2 separate regions of the Mus musculus genome follow, and region 1 is linked to region 2. The links are chromatin contacts, called in public promoter capture Hi-C maps. All regions are on one chromosome and are shown on one strand. The core of a region is the stretch at or near the end of the contact, and the rest is flanking DNA. Distances in the headings are between cores, read along the strand shown. Region 1 overlaps Bckdha (branched chain ketoacid dehydrogenase E1, alpha polypeptide). Region 2 overlaps 4732471J01Rik (RIKEN cDNA 4732471J01 gene).

What was found. Capture Hi-C pulls out chosen DNA fragments and counts their contacts.
Region 1: a promoter capture Hi-C map of liver shows a contact between it and region 2. The contact joins two enhancer-like sites. A contact is called at or near these places in 1 of 39 promoter capture datasets (embryonic stem cells), 1 of 15 datasets of contacts at CTCF or cohesin (large pre-B cells), 4 of 484 Hi-C or Micro-C datasets (B cells, CD4 T cells, bone marrow-derived dendritic cells and 1 more), 11 of 115 datasets of contacts at active chromatin or transcription factors (the HPC-7 cell line, embryonic basal ganglia, embryonic forebrain and 6 more) and 3 of 9 other capture datasets (adipose tissue, embryonic stem cells and liver).

What each region holds. Positions count from the first base shown.
Region 1 is chr7:25,631,397-25,636,221 of GRCm38.p6, reverse strand. It overlaps Bckdha (branched chain ketoacid dehydrogenase E1, alpha polypeptide), which reads left to right. Exons shown (of 9, transcript NM_007533.5): 5 at 2,821-2,982; 6 at 4,378-4,584; 7 at 4,739-4,825. Among named protein-coding and RNA genes, the nearest start is that of B3gnt8, 6.2 kb to the right of the region's middle. Within about 2 kb of position 3,296, at least 92 of the 459 cell types and tissues checked have an H3K27ac peak or open chromatin away from gene starts, as enhancers often do. A contact at or near this core is called in adipose tissue and liver, where this site is marked.
Region 2 is chr7:25,437,239-25,441,989 of GRCm38.p6, reverse strand. All of the region lies in intron 4 of 4732471J01Rik (RIKEN cDNA 4732471J01 gene), which reads right to left. It also overlaps the pseudogene Gm15495. Among named protein-coding and RNA genes, the nearest start is that of Cxcl17, 27 kb to the right of the region's middle. Within about 2 kb of position 1,334, at least 35 of the 459 cell types and tissues checked have an H3K27ac peak or open chromatin away from gene starts, as enhancers often do. A contact at or near this core is called in adipose tissue and liver, where this site is marked.

The DNA.
Region 1 (4,825 bases), core at 2,047-4,546, 190 kb before region 2:
TGTGCGGAAGCAGAGGCAGGAGGATTGCCACAAATTCAAGGCCAGCCTTGCCTACATTCATAGAAAATCCAGGCTTGCTGGGTGTGGTGGTGTACACCTTTAATCCCAGCAGTTGGGAGGTAGAGGCAGCCTGATCTACATAGTGAGTTCCAGGACAGCCAGGGCTACCAAGTGGGACCTGCCTTAAGAAACAATCATGTAAGCAGGGCAGTGGTGGCGCAGGCCTTTAATCCCAGCACTCAGGAGGCAGAAGCAGGCGGACCTCTGAATTCGAGGCCAGCCTGGTGTACAGAGTGAGTTCCAGGACAGCCAGGGCGACACAAAGAAACCCTGTCTGGAAAAAAACAAACACCAAAAACCAAAAAAAAAAAAAAAAGAAGAAGAAAGAAAGAAAGAAAGAAAGAAAGAAAGAAAGAAAGAAAGAAAAAGAAAGAAACAATTATGTAACTCCATTGCCTTGTTTTTGTTTTTTTGTTGTTATTGTTTTGAGACGTGGTCTCACTGTGTAGCCATGGCTGGTCTGGAACTACCTTTGTAGACCAGGCTGGCCTTGAACTCACAGAGATCTATCTGGCTGCCTCCCAAGGAGGTGAGCCACCCCAGACTCATTAACTTTTCATATGAAGAACAACTCTGCAGTAAAAGGTTGGGAACGGCCAGTGCCAGACAGCTGCTTCAGAGTGAGCTCATACTCTGGGAGACCACAGGGGCCATAAAATGCTTCTTTGCGAGTCAGGCTCTGCGGGACTATAGGACATCATGACCCACAGTGTTCTCCCAAGGCTGTGCATTGTGACCCCTTTCAGTGATGTTAAGAGAGGCCCAGCGTGCCTTGAAACAACCACAGACCCATCCAGTCCTCTGACTTGCACATAGATGCAATTCGCCTTTGGTGGTGATCTAACATCCATCCAGCAGGGCTTTTTCCTCCATTCATTCATTCATTCATTCATTTTATATCCCAATATCAGGCTCCCCCTCTCCTCCCATTTCCCCCCTCACAATCTTCTCCCCCTCCCCTTCATCTCTGAAAAGGGGGAGGTCACTCCAGGGTATCATCCCACATCCTCTCCCACTGCGGCCAGACAAGGGGAACAGGATCCACAGACAGGCAACAGATTCAGGGTCAGCCCCGACTCCAGTTGTTTGGGTCCCTGCAAGAAGACCAAGCTGCACATCTGCAACATGTGTCCAGATTAGTTGTCTCTGTTGGTCTTCCTGTGGAGTCCCTGTCCTCTTCGGATCCCTCAGGCGTTCCCCCAGCTCTTCCACAAGACTCCCTGAGCTCCGTCTAATGTTTGGCTGTGGGCGTCTTCATCTGTTTCAGTCTGCTGCTAGGTAGAGCCTTTCAGATGACAGCCAGACTATGCTCCTGTCTGAAAACATAGCAGAGCACCATTAATAATTTCAGGGATTGGTTCTTGCCCAAGGGATGCATCTCAATTTGGGGCAGTCATTGGTTGGCCATATCCTCTGTCTCTGCTCCATCTTTGTCCCTGAACATCTTGCAGGCATGGCACATTTTGGGTCAGGTTTTGTGGGTGGGTTTGTGCCCTTATCCCTCCACTGAGAGTCCACTTCAGCATCCATATCCTCTACTGCTATGAGACGCAGCTAGAGTCACCCTCATAGACTCCTTGGGGCCTCCTTCCCTCTGGCACAGGTCTCAGGCCTGTCCTAGAGGCCTCCCCCAGGGCTTTTATTTGAAGAAAAGGTTTTATTTCTGTGAATAGATATGGACTTTGCTGTTGGTACTGGTGGAGGTGGATTAGTTCAAGACACAAATCTCACAGTTTCTCATTGGGAAGAAAGCCTTGGGCTGGAGCTGTATCAGTGGTAGAATATTTGCTGGCATGCCTGCCTGAGGCCCTTGGTTCCATATCTAGCACTATAAAAAAAAGAAGGGAAAGGAGGGTGTTGACAGCCCCAAGGGAAGGAGAGCCACATTCCCTCAGTGTTGTGGCCCTTGGGCCATTGGATGGCTCCCTGTATCTGTGAGCACAGGGGCAGCCACATAGGGGCTTAGTGGCTCACAGTGCAGACCAGGCTGGCCTTAAACTCTCTGAGATCTGTCTCTGACTCCCAGGTGCTGGGATTAAAGGCCAGTGAGTTATTAATTAAAAAATGAAGAAAAAGAAAACAACATGAAGTCTGGAGGAGAACAGAGGGTGTTCCCAAAAGATTGGAGGTGGGGATGAGGGGTGGGCGTGACTTAAACATCTCGTGTTCATGGATGAAATTACCAAAGAACCCTGACTAATACACCAAGTAATTTCTGAAAAGGCACGTGTAGAGTGATGGTCTAGTGCGTCTTCTCGCACTGACCATGTACCCTGAAGGCTGAAATCAGATATTTATAAAGCCCTCGCCTGCTACTTTCTGTGCAGGACAGCCCTGTCATACACAAAGTTCAGTTATACCCTTCAAAGACGAGTGTCAGGGATGGTGCTAACGTAAACCATTCTCCCCTTGCTGAGAGTTACCAAGAAGGATTATCTGGTCAAACAAGTCTCTCCTGAGATAGGTCGTATCTATGGGACCGCCTGGCCTTATGACCCCCTAAGTTCGCCACCTTCTACAGTCTGGCTCTTAGTTATCTTTGAATTGAAAACAAAGGCTTACTTCTGGCTTGCAATCCTCCTGCCTTAGCCTCCAAAGTGCTGGGCTCAAAGGCCTGCTCTACCACACTGACCTGGCTACTGCCTTCTCGGTAGGAAGCCCTGGGGAGGACGGGGCTGGTTCCAGGTGGTCCACAGCATTGGCCTGATGCGCCTCCCCACTGCACTGCTCATCACGCTCACAGCTGCCTCCTCCTGCCAGGTGTGCTCATGTACCGGGACTACCCGCTGGAGCTGTTCATGTCCCAGTGCTACGGCAACGTGAATGACCCAGGCAAGGGACGCCAGATGCCTGTTCACTACGGCTGCAAGGAACGCCACTTCGTCACCATTTCCTCTCCACTGGCCACGCAGATCCCTCAGGGTGAGGACCTGTGCTCTGAGCCTTACGCATGCAATACCTGTGGCCCAGCTCTCTGTGGGCCCAGGCCTCCCGCCTGCTAGTTGAGTAGAACCGTTAGAGCCTGGCCTGTGTACAGGGACCTCTCAGAGGAGGGCTCTGTGGTGTCTCACCTCATCAAGCAGCCTTGGGTCATCATGACCCTGCTGAACTTCCCAGACTCCTCCTGCCCAAGCTAGCATGGCCAGGCATTGTGTCGTTGCCACACTCAAGACTGTCTAATGACACTGTCGGTGGCTGGGGGGTAAACCTAGCATGTACAATTGTCCCTGTTGCAAAGACCAGAACATTGAAGCTGAAGAAGGAAGTGACTTACTAGGGACTTGTGGTAGGGAGGAGGGCAGGAACTTACTCATGGGTACTCGTGACTGCAGAGACCACGGTCTACCCTGCCCTGGCTAGCCTGGACCTCAAGTGGACTTCCCAGAGCTGGGGTGCCCTGAGGCTCCTGTATGCTACCGAGACTGCCAGGGTGCTGGGCCTGTGCCCACACAGCACACAGACCAAGGATTGGCTCTCTTATGGCCTCCTGGGCCCAGAATCTGATAGGAGGCGTGTGTCTCGGTGTAGCCCTGCTGTTGAACCAGTCTGGGTGTGTGGCTTGTGTGGCTTGTGTGTCTGCAGACCTCCTGGGAGAATGTGGGAAGCAGAGCTGTTTATTATGGTGCACCAGAGTCCCTTATTCAGCAAATGTATGCCAGGTGTCACCCTAGGCTTTCTGAATAAGACAAATGTCAACCCTGTTCATACTGATGCTGTCTTGAGGGAGAGGGGGCATCAGGGAAGAGTGTGAAGAGATGGTACCTGGAGTGCTTCGTGCAGGTGACAGGAAAGGCAGCACAGAGCCATGTCGAGGGGGCAGTAGCAGGGGCATCACAAGTGATTGAAAGGCAGACTGGAAGTCGTGTGGAAGGGAGCTGTGTGGGCACCTTGAGGCAATCGTGTGTTTAGTTGTGACTAGACCAGGGGACTAAGGGTGGGGAGTACTGAGCACTCGGGGCTTAGTGGCCTTTCCTATTGCAAGGACTTGGCCCACAGTGGCCTGAGAGCCCAGAGTTAGGAAGGAGTCTGCCAGACTCACACTTAAGAGTCCCCTGGCTGCGGCTTGGCCTTGGTGTGGAAGGTCCAGATCTGGCTATCCTCTGAAGGTGGCTGGCATACATGTAAGCGTGACAGACAGGAGTCAGGGGTCACACCCTAGGTACCTGGAGACAACTTTCCGAGCCTGAGTCTGCGTGCGTGTGTGGTGTGTGTGTGTGTGTGTGAGAGAGAGAGACAGAGACAGAGACAGAGAGGGAGGGAAGGAGGGAGGGGCAGGCTTATTCCTACTCACACGCTCTCATCTGTGTCCCTGTGCAGCGGTAGGGGCAGCCTATGCTGCCAAGCGGGCCAATGCCAACCGGATTGTGATCTGTTACTTTGGCGAGGGGGCAGCCAGTGAAGGGGATGCCCACGCCGGTTTCAATTTCGCTGCCACCCTGGAGTGTCCCATCATCTTCTTCTGCCGGAACAATGGCTATGCCATCTCCACACCAACCTCTGAGCAGTACCGTGGGGATGGCATAGGTAAGGGCCTTTCTCTTGCTGCCCTCCTTCCTGTTCTCTCCCTGATGGTGTCTGACAGTAAGGGCACAGGGGGCAATGAGCAGAGCACACCCTTCACTCTCCTCTTCCCCTTTCTTCTCCCTGAGGCCTGACTGGCATCCTCTCTGTCCTGCAGCGGCTCGGGGCCCTGGGTACGGCATCATGTCAATCCGTGTGGACGGCAACGATGTGTTTGCTGTGTACAATGCCACTAAGGAGGCCC
Region 2 (4,751 bases), core at 85-2,584:
ATGAAAATATTAAATATTTGGGTTGGTTTTCTTTTTCTTTTCTTTTTTTTTGGACCTTTGCTCACTCCGGTCAAGCTTGCTCACTCAGTCCCTGCTTGCTCTGCCCCAAAGATTTATTTATTATTATACATAAGTACACTGTAGCTGACTTCAGACACACCAGAAGAGGGGGTCAGATCTCATTACAGATGATTGTGAGCCACCATGTGGTTGCTCAGATTTGAACTCAGGACCTTCAGAAGAGCATTCAATGCTCTTACCTGCTGAGCCATCTCACCAGCCCTAAATATTTGGTTTTAAACTACAAAAAATAAAATAAAATAAATAAAAACCACCCCTTTCCTAAACAGTTCACTAATGCCCCCGTCTCTCCAGATGCCCCAAGGTCATGTCCCCTGGGAAGGTATATTACACAATTCAAACTGATAAAAGAAAGATCCAATCACAGCCTCCCTTGGACCCAGGTAGAGCTCTCTTACAGCAGGAAAATGAAACTTCATGGCTCTTAAATGACACCTCTCCCCTCCAGCTTCCTCTCAAATTCATTCTTTATCAGTTAAGATTCCTATGTTTTTGGTTGAACATGGTGGTGTACGCCTTTAATCCCCAATGCTTCACAGACAGGCTGTCAGTATCAGGGCAGCCTGGTGTACATAGGAAGTTCCAGGCCTGCCAGGGCTATAAAGTAAGACTCTGTCTCAAAAAAAAAAAAAAAAAAAAAAAAAATCTGCATTTTAAAATCAAGACTTTATTAGCATGGAAATCCTCTCCAATCACCACACAATTCAAACTTCTTTATAGTTGAGTGTCAGAATAAGTCACCAAGTCAAGGTCATCCTCCCCTCTCAGAAACCCTTTACAAGCTGACCTCACGTGCACACTGGCCTTGTCCAGACAACCTGGAGCCCTTGCCCGGCCTTTCCACATGAGCATGATCCCTTGGTCAGAAAGTGGTCCCTGACTAGCTGGTCAGATAAGGCAGCTCTCCTACGCCAAACCCCAAGCTCTCAGTGCCCAGGACAGGGCTACGCTGGGTGGCTGTGTGTGACATGTTAGTTTCAGCCTTTCTAGGTCATTACCCCCTAAAGTGATTGTAGCTTCACTCATGTGCACCAGCCCGGGACTGTAGGTGCTCACGGGGCACTGTAATATGAAAGATGCCACACTAGGAGCTTTGGGCCTTTCATTTGATCCTTACAAATTGCTCAGAAGGGAGAAAACTGAGGCTCAGAAAAGGTGAGAAGACTGCCACAGCTGCAAGGTGGGGGGTGATCGAACAGAGTCCAGCTAGCTGTAACCTGGTCAGTGCGGTGGATCAGGTAGAAGTGTCAGATGGGTCACTGGGCCCGCTGTTCACACGGCAGGGCAGAGAGCCAAAGCACACATGGCAAAGGAAACAAGCAGCTTAATGCTAGCTTCCTCTGAACCCCACATGTAGGTTTACCCCTCCTCCCTGCAGTGTCCCCTCCGACCTTATGTCCCTTCAAATAGTAGCCCCACTATGCTCCACTCATTCCTAAGGGTTTATCTTACCCCTGAGCAAAGCAGTAAGTTATTAGGAAATAAAAGGTCAGAATCTCTGAAGGAAGTCCCAGAAAGTGGTTCTTGAGCAACTGGTTTGGAGTGGGAGCCCCTCCCTAGGGCCACTCAAGTCACAGTGGCCTATGTTTTCCTTCCAGGACCTGTCAGGCAACTTTGGGATCAAGATGTTCACCAATAAGGCTGGCAGACAGGACAGGATTAGGAGAAACCCTGGAATCCTTGCAAACCATGGAAGATCCATGTCACTCCCAGATCACTCTGTCCCGGGGCAGCATCTCCCACACAAGGGCAAAGCCAAGCACTTCAGGAAGACATACCTCTCTTCTGGTGGTAACACTGCCATTAATGAGCGCTGCCCTCTCAGAAGCACTGCACCTGGTGCTTTATGCCTTTTTTCTCTGTTACTCCTTGTTACACTGTTATGTAACTATCCGAGCAGTTAAAGACACGGCTTTTCTCCAGTGGACTAGGCCTGTTCATTATCCGGACTCTAACAATCATGAGTTACAGCCACAGTGGCCACACTACTTACAACTTCTCTACATGAAAAATGGTGTCAATAATCTCTCACGATGCTAATGATTCACTCGGTGAGTGTCAAGTCAGCCATCAGAACTGGCTGGGGTCTCCTCATCATGTTGTAGAGACTGGAACTTAAGGCTCTGAGAGCTCCTACCAACTGTCCACAGCAAATAGAATACTAAGTGGGATTAAATCCAAGTGTGGTGCCCCTGACTCTAAAGACCCTTAACTCCTGGCACTTGGGCTCCCTACCTTCCCTAGACCAAGCCTTACTTCAGGAGCGATTACACTGGTCCAAGAGTCCCGACGGATGGCGGTGGGAACTCATTCCCTGGACCATCCTAGAGACACGGAAATTGAAAGGAGCCACAACCAGCACAAGAATATGAGGTCCAGGAAGTTTTTATTTACCCTGCCCTTCTTCATTTTATTAAGTGACAGCAAACTAAATAAGTATCTACGGAAGTAGGATTAAAAAAGAAGAAGGAGGAGGAGGAGGAGGAGGAGGATGAAGTCACCAAACAGCATTATAAAGCATTAAGGAGAAAAAACTCCAGCTCTGCTTCTTGGCACCTGGGTGTGGGAGAGCAGGCTTAGTGTGAGAACATCGGACAAAACCTTGGCTCTAGGCCATCTCTCACAAATCCTTTTCCACACCCTCAACAACCACCTATCAAAGAAAGTAAAGAGATTGCAGTCTCATAGAAAGTTCTTTTCAAGATCCGAACACTCTGTATTTCTCCATTAGTTACATTTCCCTGTGTGTGCATTTTTTCTATATTATTAGTTATTGACTTTGTGTATGTACGTATGTTTGTTTGTATTTATGCCACAGTCCATGTATAGATGTCACAGGACAACTTGCAGGAGTCCGTTCTCTTCTTCCTCATGAGTCCCAGGGTTCAAATCAGGCCATCAGACTTGGCAGCACGCACCTCATTCACTGAGTCATCTTGTTGCCCCTGCTAAGAATGGTTAGTGAGATGGCTCCTAAAAGTTGTCTTCTGACATTTGCATTATGATACGCACACACACTATATATATATATATATATATATATATACATATACACATATACATATATATACATATATATATTAAAAATTCTTTTTTTTAGACAGTCTCAGAGATCTAACCCCTGGTTAGAACTTTCTGTGTAGACTAGGCCGGCCTTGAACTAACAGAGTTCTACTTCCCACTGCTGGAATCGAAGACGTGTGGTGGCCCACCCCGGCAAGGCCAGATTCTTATATGTAGAGGACTTGAGGAATAAGCTGAGCAAGTATCTCAGGCATCACTCTTCTCCTACTCCCTAAGGAGCCCAGACTCCTGGCTTCCCACTGTCACTGCACTCTTGAGAGGAGAGTCACAAAGTGTCCCTGCCACCCTCCTGTCCCACTCTCACTTGCCCTCTGCTGCACAGTCTGACCCTATCTCTGGTTTGGAGGATTCCAAAAGACCTAGCAATAAAAGAACTAGAATATTTAGAGAGCTGGCCCTACAGGGCCGAGATCAGGAAGAGACAAGTGAGAGGGTGGGGATGTGGTTCATACAGATCTGCAAGCATGAGGACCTGAGTTTAGTCCCCAGTGTTCATGTACAGACTAAACAAACAAATGAATGAACAAAAGCTCCTATCTCCAATCTCAGTGCTGGAAAGCAGACCCAAGAAGGTCCTTGGGGCATGCTGGCCAGCCAGCTTAGCTGGATCCCTGAGCTCCATGCTATTAAGGGGCCTGGTCTCAAAAAATCAGATGGAAAATAAATAAGGACCACACCACGGTTGCCCTTGGGCCCCACATGCAGACTCATACATGTACATAAGTACATAACCCCAACACACATGTACTCATAAAAATGTATGCACACCAAGAGAACAGAAAGGGACAACTATCTCCTGAAGACAAGATTCTTGTTTCATTTGCATATTTGGCACCTGCTTTGTGGTGTGGGTAAGAGGAATATCAGTGAAACTCTGCCTGCTTGAAACAGGGTCTGTGTAACTCAGGCCGGCCTTAAATGAGGCTCCTCCTACCTCATCCTCCTGAGTCCTAATAAAGTGTATACATCTGTCCACACAATGGTGATACTCAGACTAATGTGGTGAAGGTGGTGACTGGTGACAGGGACAACAGAACTGTGAGTGCCACCCCATGTGTAACACTCATGGCTGCTCTCAGTGCTGAGCCTGGTTTGATTGCCAGCTTCCATCCGAACTCGCTGGGTTGTGGGATGAGTTTGCTTTTCTTTCTTGGCCAAGACTCGGATCCTAGAAGTCTTATGAGAGGACCGGGTAGGAGCTGCAAGAAGCTAAATGACAGAGCAAATGCTTAACATGTTTCAGGCCCTGAGCTCAATCCCAGCACCAAGAGAGGAAAAGGAGGAAGAGGGAAGGGAAAGCACTGAGTCCTACCTCCAGCCCCCCAACCCAGGTAAAACTATTTCTTTAAGATGGGTATGCCTAGGCTGGGTGGTGGTAGCACACACCTTTAATCCCAGCATCGGGAGGCACAGGCAAGTGGATCTCTGTGAATTCAAGGCCAGCCTGATCTACAGAGAGAATTCCAGGACAGCCAGGGCTACACAATGAAACACTATCTCAAAAAAACATAAAAAAAAAAAAACAAAAAAAAAACCAAAAGAGAGAAAGGGGGAGGGGAGGGGAGGGGAAGGGAGGGGAGGGGAGG